4 separate regions of the Mus musculus genome follow, and regions 1, 2 and 4 are each linked to region 3. A link is a contact called in public HiChIP or PLAC-seq and promoter capture Hi-C data. All regions are on one chromosome and are shown on one strand. Each heading gives the region's core, a stretch centred on a gene start, on an enhancer-like site or on the middle of the called end of the contact. The rest is flanking DNA. Distances are from core to core; before and after follow the strand shown.

What was found. Promoter capture Hi-C pulls out the DNA fragments that hold promoters and counts their contacts. HiChIP or PLAC-seq counts read pairs in DNA pulled down with a chosen protein or histone mark.
Region 1: a promoter capture Hi-C map of cranial neural crest shows a contact between it and region 3. The contact joins the promoter of H2-Oa here to the promoter of Zbtb12 in region 3. A contact is called at or near these places in 3 of 39 promoter capture datasets (the C10 cell line, cranial neural crest and pre-B cells), 2 of 115 datasets of contacts at active chromatin or transcription factors (embryonic hindbrain and forebrain) and 2 of 9 other capture datasets (embryonic stem cells and liver).
Region 2: a contact with region 3 is called in an H3K4me3 HiChIP or PLAC-seq map of fetal liver, with 2.9 times the contacts expected there. The contact joins the promoter of Rxrb here to the promoter of Zbtb12 in region 3. A contact is called at or near these places in 5 of 39 promoter capture datasets (the SN4741 cell line, hippocampal neurons, liver and 2 more), 5 of 484 Hi-C or Micro-C datasets (the HL-1 cell line, embryonic stem cells and myocytes), 13 of 115 datasets of contacts at active chromatin or transcription factors (astrocytes, cardiomyocytes, embryonic forebrain and 8 more) and 2 of 9 other capture datasets (embryonic stem cells and liver).
Region 4: an H3K4me3 HiChIP or PLAC-seq map of bone marrow-derived macrophages shows a contact between it and region 3, with 4 times the contacts expected there. The contact joins the promoter of H2-Ab1 here to the promoter of Zbtb12 in region 3. A contact is called at or near these places in 2 of 39 promoter capture datasets (the HPC-7 cell line and hippocampal neurons) and 1 of 115 datasets of contacts at active chromatin or transcription factors (bone marrow-derived macrophages).

The regions. Positions count from the first base shown.
Region 1 is chr17:34,090,946-34,093,645 of GRCm38.p6, forward strand. It overlaps H2-Oa (histocompatibility 2, O region alpha locus), which reads left to right and starts at 1,434. Exons shown (of 5, transcript NM_008206.2): 1 at 1,434-1,583. The coding sequence starts at 1,502. It overlaps BC051537 (cDNA sequence BC051537), which reads right to left. Exons shown (of 5, transcript NR_046183.1): 3 at 1,495-1,600.
Region 2 is chr17:34,030,419-34,033,118 of GRCm38.p6, forward strand. Rxrb (retinoid X receptor beta) reads left to right here and starts at 1,394. Exons shown (of 10, transcript NM_011306.4): 1 at 1,394-1,805; 2 at 2,409-2,626. The coding sequence starts at 1,580. Slc39a7 (solute carrier family 39 (zinc transporter), member 7) reads right to left here and starts at 1,272. Exons shown (of 7, transcript NM_008202.2): 1 at 406-1,272; 2 at 148-316; 3 at 1-3. The coding sequence starts at 840.
Region 3 is chr17:34,893,284-34,895,983 of GRCm38.p6, forward strand. Zbtb12 (zinc finger and BTB domain containing 12) reads left to right here and starts at 1,276. Exons shown (of 2, transcript NM_198886.3): 1 at 1,276-1,486; 2 at 1,938-2,700. The coding sequence starts at 1,958.
Region 4 is chr17:34,261,943-34,264,642 of GRCm38.p6, forward strand. It overlaps H2-Ab1 (histocompatibility 2, class II antigen A, beta 1), which reads left to right and starts at 1,285. Exons shown (of 6, transcript NM_207105.3): 1 at 1,285-1,463. The coding sequence starts at 1,370.

The DNA.
Region 1 (2,700 bases), core at 184-2,683, 800 kb before region 3:
CCCACCTCTTGCCCCGCTGACCTGGGACTCCAGCTGCACTGTCACTGGAAGAGAGACTTGGTTCAGGGCTGGACCAAGGCTGTGAGTAGGTCCCCTCATTCATGCAGACATCTGCAGAGAGTACACTGTGTCCCCTGGAGTTGCAGTTACAGAATGTCGTGAGCAGCCTCTTGAGGGCGCTGTTTCCCAAACTCTGGTCCTCTGGCAGAGCAGCGTGGGATTTTAAGGCTGAGTATTTCCCAGCCTGCCCACCCACTGCATCTTTTGAGATGGCTCTGCTGCTGACCCTAAAGCCCTAGAGCTCACCTGTTTGGCTAGACTGGCTGGCTAGCCAGTTACACGGATCTCCCTGTCTCTGCCCCGCCACGGCTGAGGGTTTACAGACATGTGCCACCATGCCTGGCTTTTTCGGTGTGTTGGGAATCCAAACTCACGTCCTTGTGCTTGTGTGGCAAGCACTTTACCCACAGAGCCACCTCCGCAGCACCCGGAACGAGTATTTGTTACAAACTTCACTGAGCCAAAGCAACTCGCTGGAGCCAAAGTCGCAGACTTCTCAGACAGCGTCAAGCTTGAAAACCCTTGATTTCAGCCTCTTTGGAAGATGGCTGCCACAAGTTTGATGGAAGTTCTCTTTACCCATTTCTATTTCCTTTCTCTTTTTTGAGACAAAGTTTCTCTATGTAGCCTGGCTGGCCTGGAACTTACTGTGTAAACCAGGCTGCCATTGAACTCATAGAGATTCACCTGCCTCAGCCTCCAGAGTGCTGGCATTAAAGGCGTGGCCTGAATCTCTCTATTTACTGTATTGACTGAGTCCTTCCAGTGCCAGCCATTGGCTGAGTTCACCAATAGGCAAACGCTAGGTGCATGCGGACCCTGGTCAACCTCTGGCCAGCGTGCAAGAGGGTGTCTGGGGACTAGAAGGGACAAATGGAGACCACCAATGTCCTCTGCCCACCCCATGTCACTTGTAGGAACTGCCTGTAGTGTTCCTTCAGGGGGAGCATCTTCAGCCGTTACACAGTCTTCCTTACAGATAAAATAAAATAATGTTTTTGAAAATGATTTACAAATATAAGAGTTTCTATGCTGTGATTTATTATATCCAATGATCTCCCTTTAAAAGTTCTTAGTGTGTTTTGTTTTATATTTTACCCCCCAAAATTTCCAGAGGGACCCACAGGAAAAATCAGGTTCTATCATGGACCAGATGGAGGCTTTGCCCAGCATAGCCATTTGGTGCTCTGTGACTTCTCTGCTCCTTCCTGAAGCCCCTTCTTGAAAGGTGAAGTGACAGATGACCCATGGCCTCCACTCTCCACCTTCTCACCCAGACTCTTTACTTCCTTGCCCAGCAACAAACCCATTATCTCAGAGAACTGCTCTGATTGGCTGCTTACCGCAAGGGTCTTCCCCTAACCTGGACTCTGTTTCTTTTTACCTCGATCTTGCTCCCTTGCTTCCCAAACAGACGTTGTTAGAGCCACTCACCCCAGCAATGGTCCTTTTTGTGGAGCTGGTCCCGGTACTCCTAACCGCAATGAGCTTCCTGAGTCCCCGAGGAGTAAGGGCCATCAAGGGTAAGTGCTGGGGACACCTGGGAGTGGGAGAGTACAGCACAGGGGAAAGTGTCTCTCTCTGTGTCGGGTATATGGCAACTCCCTCCACCTGCAGACAAATCCCTGCCACCTCCATTGTGGGCCTAACCACTGGGCTGAGGCTGGGTCTCTTCTGGGCTTCTTTTACATTCAGAGCCCCCCTCAGCTCTTCCTCTTTTCTGAGATCCGTGCCCTCACCCGCCTCACTGCAGAGCACCCTGGCTCCTGAACCACTTCCTGGCTGCAACAAGCAGTTCTCATCCAGCTTTGTTGCAGTGTTTTGGTTTTCCCCGTTTGTTTTCTGTCACGCTGGGCTCATGACAGTCCCTTACATTCCTCAGAAGTGTAGAGCTCTGAAAGAGTCAGTGGAAATGTAGCCCTGACACCAGGAAACAGCACTTTGTCGAGGGTGAGACCTATTAATCAACACTCCCAGATGGAAGGTGGAATGTAAAGTTTGAATCTTGGGGTGTTTGTTTGTTTGTTTGTTTCTTTATTAAATTGGCTTTTTGAGACAGGGTTTCTCTGTGTAGCCCTGGCTGTCCTGGAACTTACTCTGTAGACCAGGCTGGCCTCAAACTCAGAAATCTGCCTGCCTCTGCCTCTCAAGTGCGCCGTTGCTGCTGCCAGGATTGAACTCCTGACTTTATGTCCTGTGTTATCTTACAATACTTTGGGAACTTCTCTCTCCCTCCATGTGTTAATGAGGCAGAGTTTCATTGAACTAGGCAGCCCACGCTGGTCTTGAACTTCTGATCTTTCTGTCTCTACCCTCTCTGTGCTGGGGTTGTAGGGATGTGCTGTCATGCCTGGCTTGTGGAAAGCGGCCCTTTTCCTCACCCTGGTCTCTGGATCATGGATATTATTACATCATGCTCCTGTCTGTCACTGTCCCTCACCCACTCCTATGCTAGCTTTCTTTCCCAAAAGCTCCCTTCAGTGCTTCCCCTTAACCATTTCCTCCTCGCCCCAAATTTACCATCTTACACACAAGGTCTGACAGGGTGGCTGCCTCTACAGCTACAGCAGATGATGGAGGCCTGGAAACCTGACACCATCTCCTGTGGGCTGTCTCTCCTTTTCCCAGCCTGCTTTGTCA
Region 2 (2,700 bases), core at 144-2,643, 860 kb before region 3:
GTTCTGCGGGAAGTGGGAGAAAAGGCTTGATGAGGGAATGCCTGGCTCAGGGGATGTGTGTTTGAAGACAACCGGAAAATCTGGGATCATTAAAGAGAAAGAACAAAACCGCTTAAGCCTTTGAGGCGGAGCCCACAAGTTACTTACCCAAGGCATGCGGGATGAGGTGGAGGAACGCATCACCCAGGAGCCCCCCGGAAGCAAAACTGAGCAGGATCTGGAGCAGAGAGCGGTGCCTGGGAGAGTTAGATTCTACTGGGATGAGGAACAGCACGAAGAACGGAGCTGCGGAGATCAGCACTGTGGCCCCCAGTGCCTGGTGGAGAAGCACAATCAGAAGGCAAAGATGGAGCTTCCCACCGATTAAGAACCAGTCCCTCTTCCCCACATCCCCTGGCGACTCACGTAGGCCCAGAGGGTGACAGTGTCCAGGTGGTGTTTGATGCCTGGAGCCCCAGCCTCCCTAGAAGTCCCATGGCTATGTTCACGATGGGCATGTCCATGTCCTCCGTGGTGGAGGCTATCGTGGGAGTGGCCATGGCTATGGCCATGGTGTAATTCCTCACGTGAGTGTCCATGGTCGTGGCTGTGGGCATGCCCATGCCAGATGCTTTCATGAGTGTGGCCGTGGCCATGGTGGAAATCTTCATGCGAGTGCCCGTGGCTGTGGCCATGGTGGAAATCTTCATGTGAGTGCCCGTGACTGTGGCCATGGAAGTCCTCTTCCACATCTTTGTGCAGGTCACCATGACCCTCGTGTCCGGCCACCAGCAGCCCCAAAGCCGCCCAGGTCAGCAGTCCCACAGCCACCCAGTGGGGGGCCCGCAGGCCCATGGTCATCACGCTGACCGGAGGAACAAGAGACGACTCGACTTGACTCTCAATCTACCTATTCGGGATCCGCGTCCCTTGAAGCCCTTCCTCTATACTACTTGCTCCGCTCTTACATTGTCCCCAAGGCCGGTCCACCTCATCCCCAACACCCTTCCTGGATGCAGCCCCCCACCCCCGACACCGCTCTAGCCTTTGATCAGCAACTTTACGGTCTCTCTGGGCCCGCGTCTCTATGGCCCACTGGTTGGGGTAAAGGCCTGGAAAGCGCCGTAAGGGAGCAGCAGGGACCTCTCACCGGCTCCGGGATCCTCTCGGTTCTCGGTTTGCTGGGACGTGGCACTCACGCCTCGAGCTCCCGCGAGATCCGGAAGCTCCCTTTCTTGCCTGCGCCCCGATACCTTTACCAACATGGCGGCGCCCCGAGGGCGGCGCGGCCACGGCGTCAGGACGCATGCGCAGAGCTGGGGGGTTATCCGAGGGGACGGCGGGCTGGCGGGCACCGCCTCCTCCGTTTCCACCTCGGCGAAGGGGCGGGAGCTCAAGGCGAGACTTCCCGTCTGTACAAAGATGGCGGCCGCGCCGGTGCTGTCATCTCAGTGCCGAGCCGAGCGCGGCTCTTGAGTCGCGCTGCCACAGGCCGCGGCCTGCTCGCCTCCGCGGCTTCGTCGCGGCCCCCGAGTCCCCCGCTGTCCCCCCTGCGCGTCCCTGGCGCCTCTCCGGCTTCCCCGCCCTCGGCCCGGGCGTCATGTCTTGGGCCACTCGTCCGCCCTTCCTCCCGCCGCGGCATGCCGCGGGGCAGTGTGGGCCGGTGGGGGTGAGAAAAGAGATGCATTGTGGGGTCGCGTCCCGGTGGCGGCGGCGGCGGCCCTGGCTGGATCCCGCGGCGGCGGCGGCGGCGGCCGGAGAGCAGCAAGCCCTGGAGCCGGAGCCGGGGGAGGCTGGCCGGGACGGGATGGGCGACAGCGGGCGGGGTGAGTGTCCCGTGGGCCCGGGCCGGCGCCCCTCGCGCCCCCTCCCCGCGCTCCCGCCCCCTTGTTTGTAAACACGCGCCCTCGACGTCCCGAGGCCCAGCGCCCTCCCCCGGGGCGGGGCGCGGCGGGGGAGCTTCCGCCCTTCAGGTTCGGGCCCGCGGCGGGGCCTGCGTGCGCGGTCTCGGGCGTGGGAAGGACACCGTTCCCCGTGGGCTGGAGGACTCTGGGCATTCGAAGGCTGAGCTTACGCTCTGGGACCGGGTATTTCTGCCATACTCTTTGCCCCGAATGTTCTAAGTTGGGGTTGGACGAGGGGTTCGCTGCTACACCTCCACGTGCTGCTTCACAGCCCCCCCTCCCGAGGTCAGCTTGGGATGACCCAGTAGCCCCGCCTGACCTGCCTCCCTTTTTGTCAACCGCCTCCTCTCACGACTATTAGAAGTGAAATTGTTGTTTGGCCACTTGGTATTTCTGAACTCCAGGGTTGCGGGCTGTGGTGGGTCAGGGAGAATTAAAGTGTCCATTTGGATGATCAAAAGGCTCACTTTCTCTTCTTGTCTCTCCTGTCCGTGTGTGTCTGCCTTGTACGTACCCACTTCTCAGATTCCCGAAGCCCAGACAGCTCCTCCCCAAATCCCCTTTCTCAGGGGATCCGTCCGTCTTCTCCTCCTGGCCCACCTCTTACCCCTTCAGCACCTCCACCTCCAATGCCACCCCCGCCACTGGGCTCCCCCTTCCCAGTCATCAGTTCTTCCATGGGGTCCCCTGGTCTGCCCCCTCCGGCTCCCCCAGGATTCTCCGGGCCTGTCAGCAGCCCTCAGGTGAGAGAGAGGTTGTGGCCTGCTTATTGCCACTGTGCCTTCAGTTCCTTGTTCTCAACTTCTCACCCCCACTC
Region 3 (2,700 bases), core at 26-2,525:
GAATGAACTTTGTATGGGCGGATGCAGGTCCAGCTGAAAGCCAATGATGTCAACACCCAGCCATTTATTGTCTGACTTTTATTTGCAAAACACAGCCCATACATAACTTAATTCCTGTATTCAAGATGTCTTGGGGGGGGGGGGGGCATCGGGTTGCAAGCAGTTGAGCATCCTCAGGATTGAGAAGCTTCCTGGAGGGTGTAATAAAAAAAATATAACCTGCAGGCAACAGCGGCCACCCCCTGAGGACTTTATTCTTTAAAGCCAGTGTGGGTATTTGGGGTGCACAGAAGCGCTGGTGGGCTAGCCTTCAAGACAGGTACTCACATTGAAGTTGTGTTGAAGGTAGTTTTGGAGTGGCAAAGAAAGCCAGTCCGGAGTAGAGTGGGTATCTAGGGTCAGGGAGCATCTCCTCTTCTGGGACAGGACAGAGTGGGTGCAGAGAAAATTATAGATGGCACATTAGTACCAATATAAATAATTGCACAATTTGCAAGATTAGTCCCAGGGTTAATTACACAGTGAAGGTGAAACGCACTAATCTTTCACAGTATGAGTGGGGTTCTTGACCTTGGCAAGAAGTCAGAGTGGATAAAATAGAAGGGAGAATGAGTGTGATTGACGTAACCGTGTGCTCTAAGCCGGACAAGCTGAGGGCAAGCGCTGGCTCATCAGGCTTTGTGGAAAGTGAAATTCTCTTTTAGATCAGGACTACAGTGGGCACCAGCTTCAGAAGACTTGGAAAAGTCTGGAAATGTGGCCTGAGGAACTGTGCACACATTCAGCGGAGGATGCACCCGAGGGCAGCAGTGATCCTAAGATTGGTAGGCCACCGGCAGGTCCAAGGCTCTGGGAGGTGGCCTGACTCGCACAGCTGGGCGGGAGTGACGCCTTGCTGGAGAGCAGGTGGCCGCGCAGATTGCGCAGTTCCCGGGGAGCGCGCGCGCTGGGGGGCGCGGGGCAGGCGGGGCTAGCGGGGACGCGCTGGGGCGCGGGAGGGGGGCTCTAGGAGCCGGGGGCGGGGCCGAGTGCGCGGGCCTTGGCACGCACGCGCAGACGGGCCGCGGGCCCCAGAGGCAGAGAGGAGGGGGAGCGTGAAATAGGGGGCGGTGTGGAGCGTATTTCCGCTCTGGCGGACAAATAATCCTGGCCAAAGGGGAGGCCCGACTGTCCAGCCCTTTAACCGCGTGGGGGTGCCGGGGGAGAAAAGGGGGGTCGGGGAGGGGGAATCCTGCTCCTTTAATTCCCTCCCCTCTTCCTCCGCCCCGAGTCCGCGAGGACGCTGCGCTGCGCGGGGCCTTGGAACACTCGGCACGAGCTGCCCCCGCCCCTCCCCCTCCCGCCCACGCGGAGCCGGCCCGCGCGCGCACCCCGTGCACCCCCGCGCCTGCGCGCTGCCCCGGCCCTGCCCGTGTGTGGGGGGCGTCGCTGGCCCCGGGGGGGTGGGGGACCAGGGGGGAAAAATCAGCACGCGGAACCGGGCCAGGTGAGAGGCGCGTGCACCCAGGGTCGTGAGTCTGGGTGGGGGGGCGTGCCACGGAGATCTGCGCGTGGGAGGGGGGCGTGCACGACCTGTCCGGGCGGTGGGAGGACGTGAAAAGGGGGACTCACAGCAGCGCGGCCCAGGCTAGAGCGAGGCGGGTGAGGAGTACCTGCAACCGGGGGCCACCCCAGAGTTGCAATCCTCTGGTTTTTTCCCCCCATCCACCCCTTTATCCATTCTCCCGTGGGCGCGCGGGCTGCGGGACTGGGGGGTGTGGACGCCGCTGCCCCGCCCCCGGGAACCACGCCTCCCTCCTCGGAGGGACCGCGCCTCCTTGGAATTGGGGAAACTGAGGGAGGCGCGCCAAGACTAGGGAGGTAGGGATGAGGGGTCTGGAGCCTTGGCCTCCGACAGCCAGAGACCTTTGTCTCTGACTCGTTTCCTTCCCACCCAGGGCAGTCCACTCCCGCCACAATGGCCTCTGGGGTGGAAGTCCTGCGCTTCCAGCTGCCTGGCCACGAGGCCGCAACGTTGCGGAACATGAACCAGCTCCGTGCAGAGGAGCGGTTCTGTGATGTGACCATCGTGGCCGACAGCCTCAAATTCCGTGGCCACAAGGTCATCCTGGCCGCCTGCTCACCGTTCCTCCGGGACCAGTTCTTGCTGAACCCCAGTTCTGAGCTGCAGGTCTCACTGATGCACAGCGCGCGTATTGTGGCGGACTTGCTCCTCTCTTGCTACACAGGCGCCCTGGAGTTCGCAGTCAGGGACATCGTGAACTACCTGACAGCAGCCTCCTACCTGCAAATGGAGCATGTAGTGGAGAAATGCCGGAACGCCCTTAGCCAGTTCATTGAGCCCAAAATAGGCCTTAAAGAAGATGGGGTCAGCGAGGCTAGCCTCCTAAGCAGTGTCAGTGCCACCAAGTCCCTCCTCCCTCCAGCCAGGACCCCAAAGCCAGCTCCAAAACCCCCACCACCACCTCCTCTACCCCCTCCGCTCCTGCGACCGGTGAAGCTGGAGTTTCCGCTGGATGAGGACCTAGAGCTGAAGGCGGAAGAGGAGGATGAGGATGAAGATGAAGATGTTTCTGACATCTGCATCGTCAAAGTGGAGTCGGCTCTAGAAGTGGCACACCGGCTCAAACCCCCTGGAAGCCTAGCCGGGGGTCTGGGTATCGGGGCCTCTGTGAGCAGCCACCTGGGAGAGCTGGCCCA
Region 4 (2,700 bases), core at 35-2,534, 630 kb before region 3:
CTAACCCTTTCCACATCTGAGTTGATGTTTCTCCTGCATGCTCCCTGCCTAGGCTTAGGAGATCTGTGTCTGTCCTGAGCAGAGCTGATGGTGAGAGCCCAGTGCGGTCCCTCTCTGGTTCTCTACATCAGGGTGCCAGTGTGGACCCTGGAATGCTGCAGTTCACCTGCGCTGCTGGAGCCCCCACGGGATGGTCTTGTTACCCAACTCTACGTCTTTCCCTTTTCCTTCATCAACTCTGTTTTCAGGTCCTGACCCCTGTTTAACTAGGATCTAAAATAATAGAGATAGTGTTGTAGTTTCAGGGAAAGAGACTTATTGTTTAGTCATTTGGTATTTGTCAGGTACCATTCCAGCTGATGGACAATTAGACTTAGTAGTGTATACCTGAGGAGAGATGTATTTGAAGCACAAGTTGATGACTCTGTTATTCAGCCTGGCACAGTGTGACAAACCTATGGCTGTCCCTTCCTGAAACTGCTATTTTACACCATTAGCCTTTTGTCCTTGAAATTCCAGGCAGCTGGATCTGGAAGCCCTAAAAGGTTGTGGAGTTTTCCTTAGCTGACATCATGGTTATGGAGGATTTAAACAGCAGAAGAATCCACAAGAGCAACGTTGGGCTGATCAACTTCTGTATTTTCATTGGAATATCGTGAATGTAGAAGACTCCTGCATGGGGAAGGTGCATGAGCCAGCAGGGCTGAGACACACATTAACCTGACATTTCCAACATGTACACAGGACAGCTCAATGCTTTCCATTATTAACCACATCACACTGCTCTTCCATGTGAGCTTATCAAAACCTAGAATACAGTTCAGGGAACATGGCTTGCATTTTACAAAGAGAATTCCAGGATTGGAAAGAGGCTCAGCGACTCCCCAAGAACTCTGCTTTCTCACCTGAGGCACCCCAGAGGGTCAGATGTAACAAAACATGATTTCTCTGTCTCTTAATACATGTCACACTCATTTCTCCCACTACAACCTCAAGTGTAAGAACAGTAGATTTGAAATAATTATCCCAAAGTTGTCTATACTTCACGCACTTTTCTCTTTAAACCCCCAAACACAGGCAGTCTGCAGTTTAGAAAAGTTTACTCTGTAACTGAGAGGAGCAGTCACCTCAAACGTTCATCCAGTGGGGCTCATGAAGAAACAGACCATGCCGCGCATAGAGAGCCTTTGTAAACAAAGTCTACCCAGAGACAGATGACAGACTTCAGCTCCAATGCTGATTGGTTCCTCACTTGGGACCAACCCTGACACTCTGGGATTTCAGATCACTCCAGGCTACAGAACTTTGCTTTCTGAAGGGGGCACAGCAGGTGTGAGTCCTGGTGACTGCCATTACCTGTGCCTTAGAGATGGCTCTGCAGATCCCCAGCCTCCTCCTCTCGGCTGCTGTGGTGGTGCTGATGGTGCTGAGCAGCCCAGGGACTGAGGGCGGAGACTCCGAAAGTAAGTGCCGGGGGCAGGGCTCTCCAGAGCCAGCACTCTGGGGGTCGTGTTCTGAGGGACCCTGGGGACTCTGGGATGTGGGAGGGGGTGGCAAAATCCTGATTTTACTATAGATTTCCTTTCTCTGAAGAGAGAGTGAGACTCCATTCTCACTTCTGTGTTCTAATATTGAGTTAGGATGGTGCCGCCGCCGGTGCGAGCCTGACATATAAACGGAGGAGGAGGAGGAGGCGGCAGAATTTAAATCGACCACCAAAGATAAGGGTTGTGCATGGGGAGACAGCAGGGCTTACAATACCAGTGCCCCCACCCACTCCCCCGTACAGGGCTTACAATACCAGTGCCCCCCACCCCCACCCCGTACATTGTCTGGAGGAAATGCCAGATTCTGAAGTGGGGAAACAGATCAGCGATGGTCTGTGGTCCCGATGTTTGCGGACAACTCCTCATGTGGAGTGGAGGTTTAAGAGAGCGAACTCTAGGCGTCTAACTCAGAGAGAAGCCAGTGACCAAGAAACCTAATTTTTTTGGTCAAATGGAATCCAGAACTCAAACACTGAGTTAGTAAATTGAATTTCCAAGAAAACACTAGGCCCAGAAGGGACATATGTGATACATACCCTGGGGTGAGCGGAGGTGTCCTAGTTCGTTCGGAGACCAGAGAGTAAATAAAGCCCCAGTCCCCTAAGCCATAGAGGTGTCTTCAGTCTCGCAGTTACCCTTAAGATGCCTGGAGTGACCGTGCAAGCAGGCAGTTCTCAGAGGTTGCCTGGATTCCCATTTGTTGGTTTTGTAGTCGGGGCTCTCCTGAGAACGAGTGCCCCCTAGGGGGTCAGGGCCTTTTGCACACAGGAGAGAGTCCCACAGGGTGGGGGTGGGGTAGCAGAAACTGGCAAATATTTTATTTATTTTTTGTATCCTAGTTTTATTAGTTCGCTGAGAATTTCGTACAGTTTTGGTCATATTTACTCCCTCTTCCAACTCTACCCAGGCCCATCCCCCCCCCTCTACCACCCAACTTTTGGTGTCCCTTAGTTTTATTATTATTTTTTTTTTCAAATGTACCAAGTACCGTTTGCGTTTCCTGAGGCGTATTCTTGTGAGGACGAGCCCGGTCGCCCCATCCCTCCCTTCCTCTTCCTTACCCCGGGTCGAACCGTCGCCCGGTGCTCCGCCGAAGCGGGGTCCTCACGGGCGGGGGCGGCGAAGAGACTGCCCGGCCCGAGGCCCCGAGGCC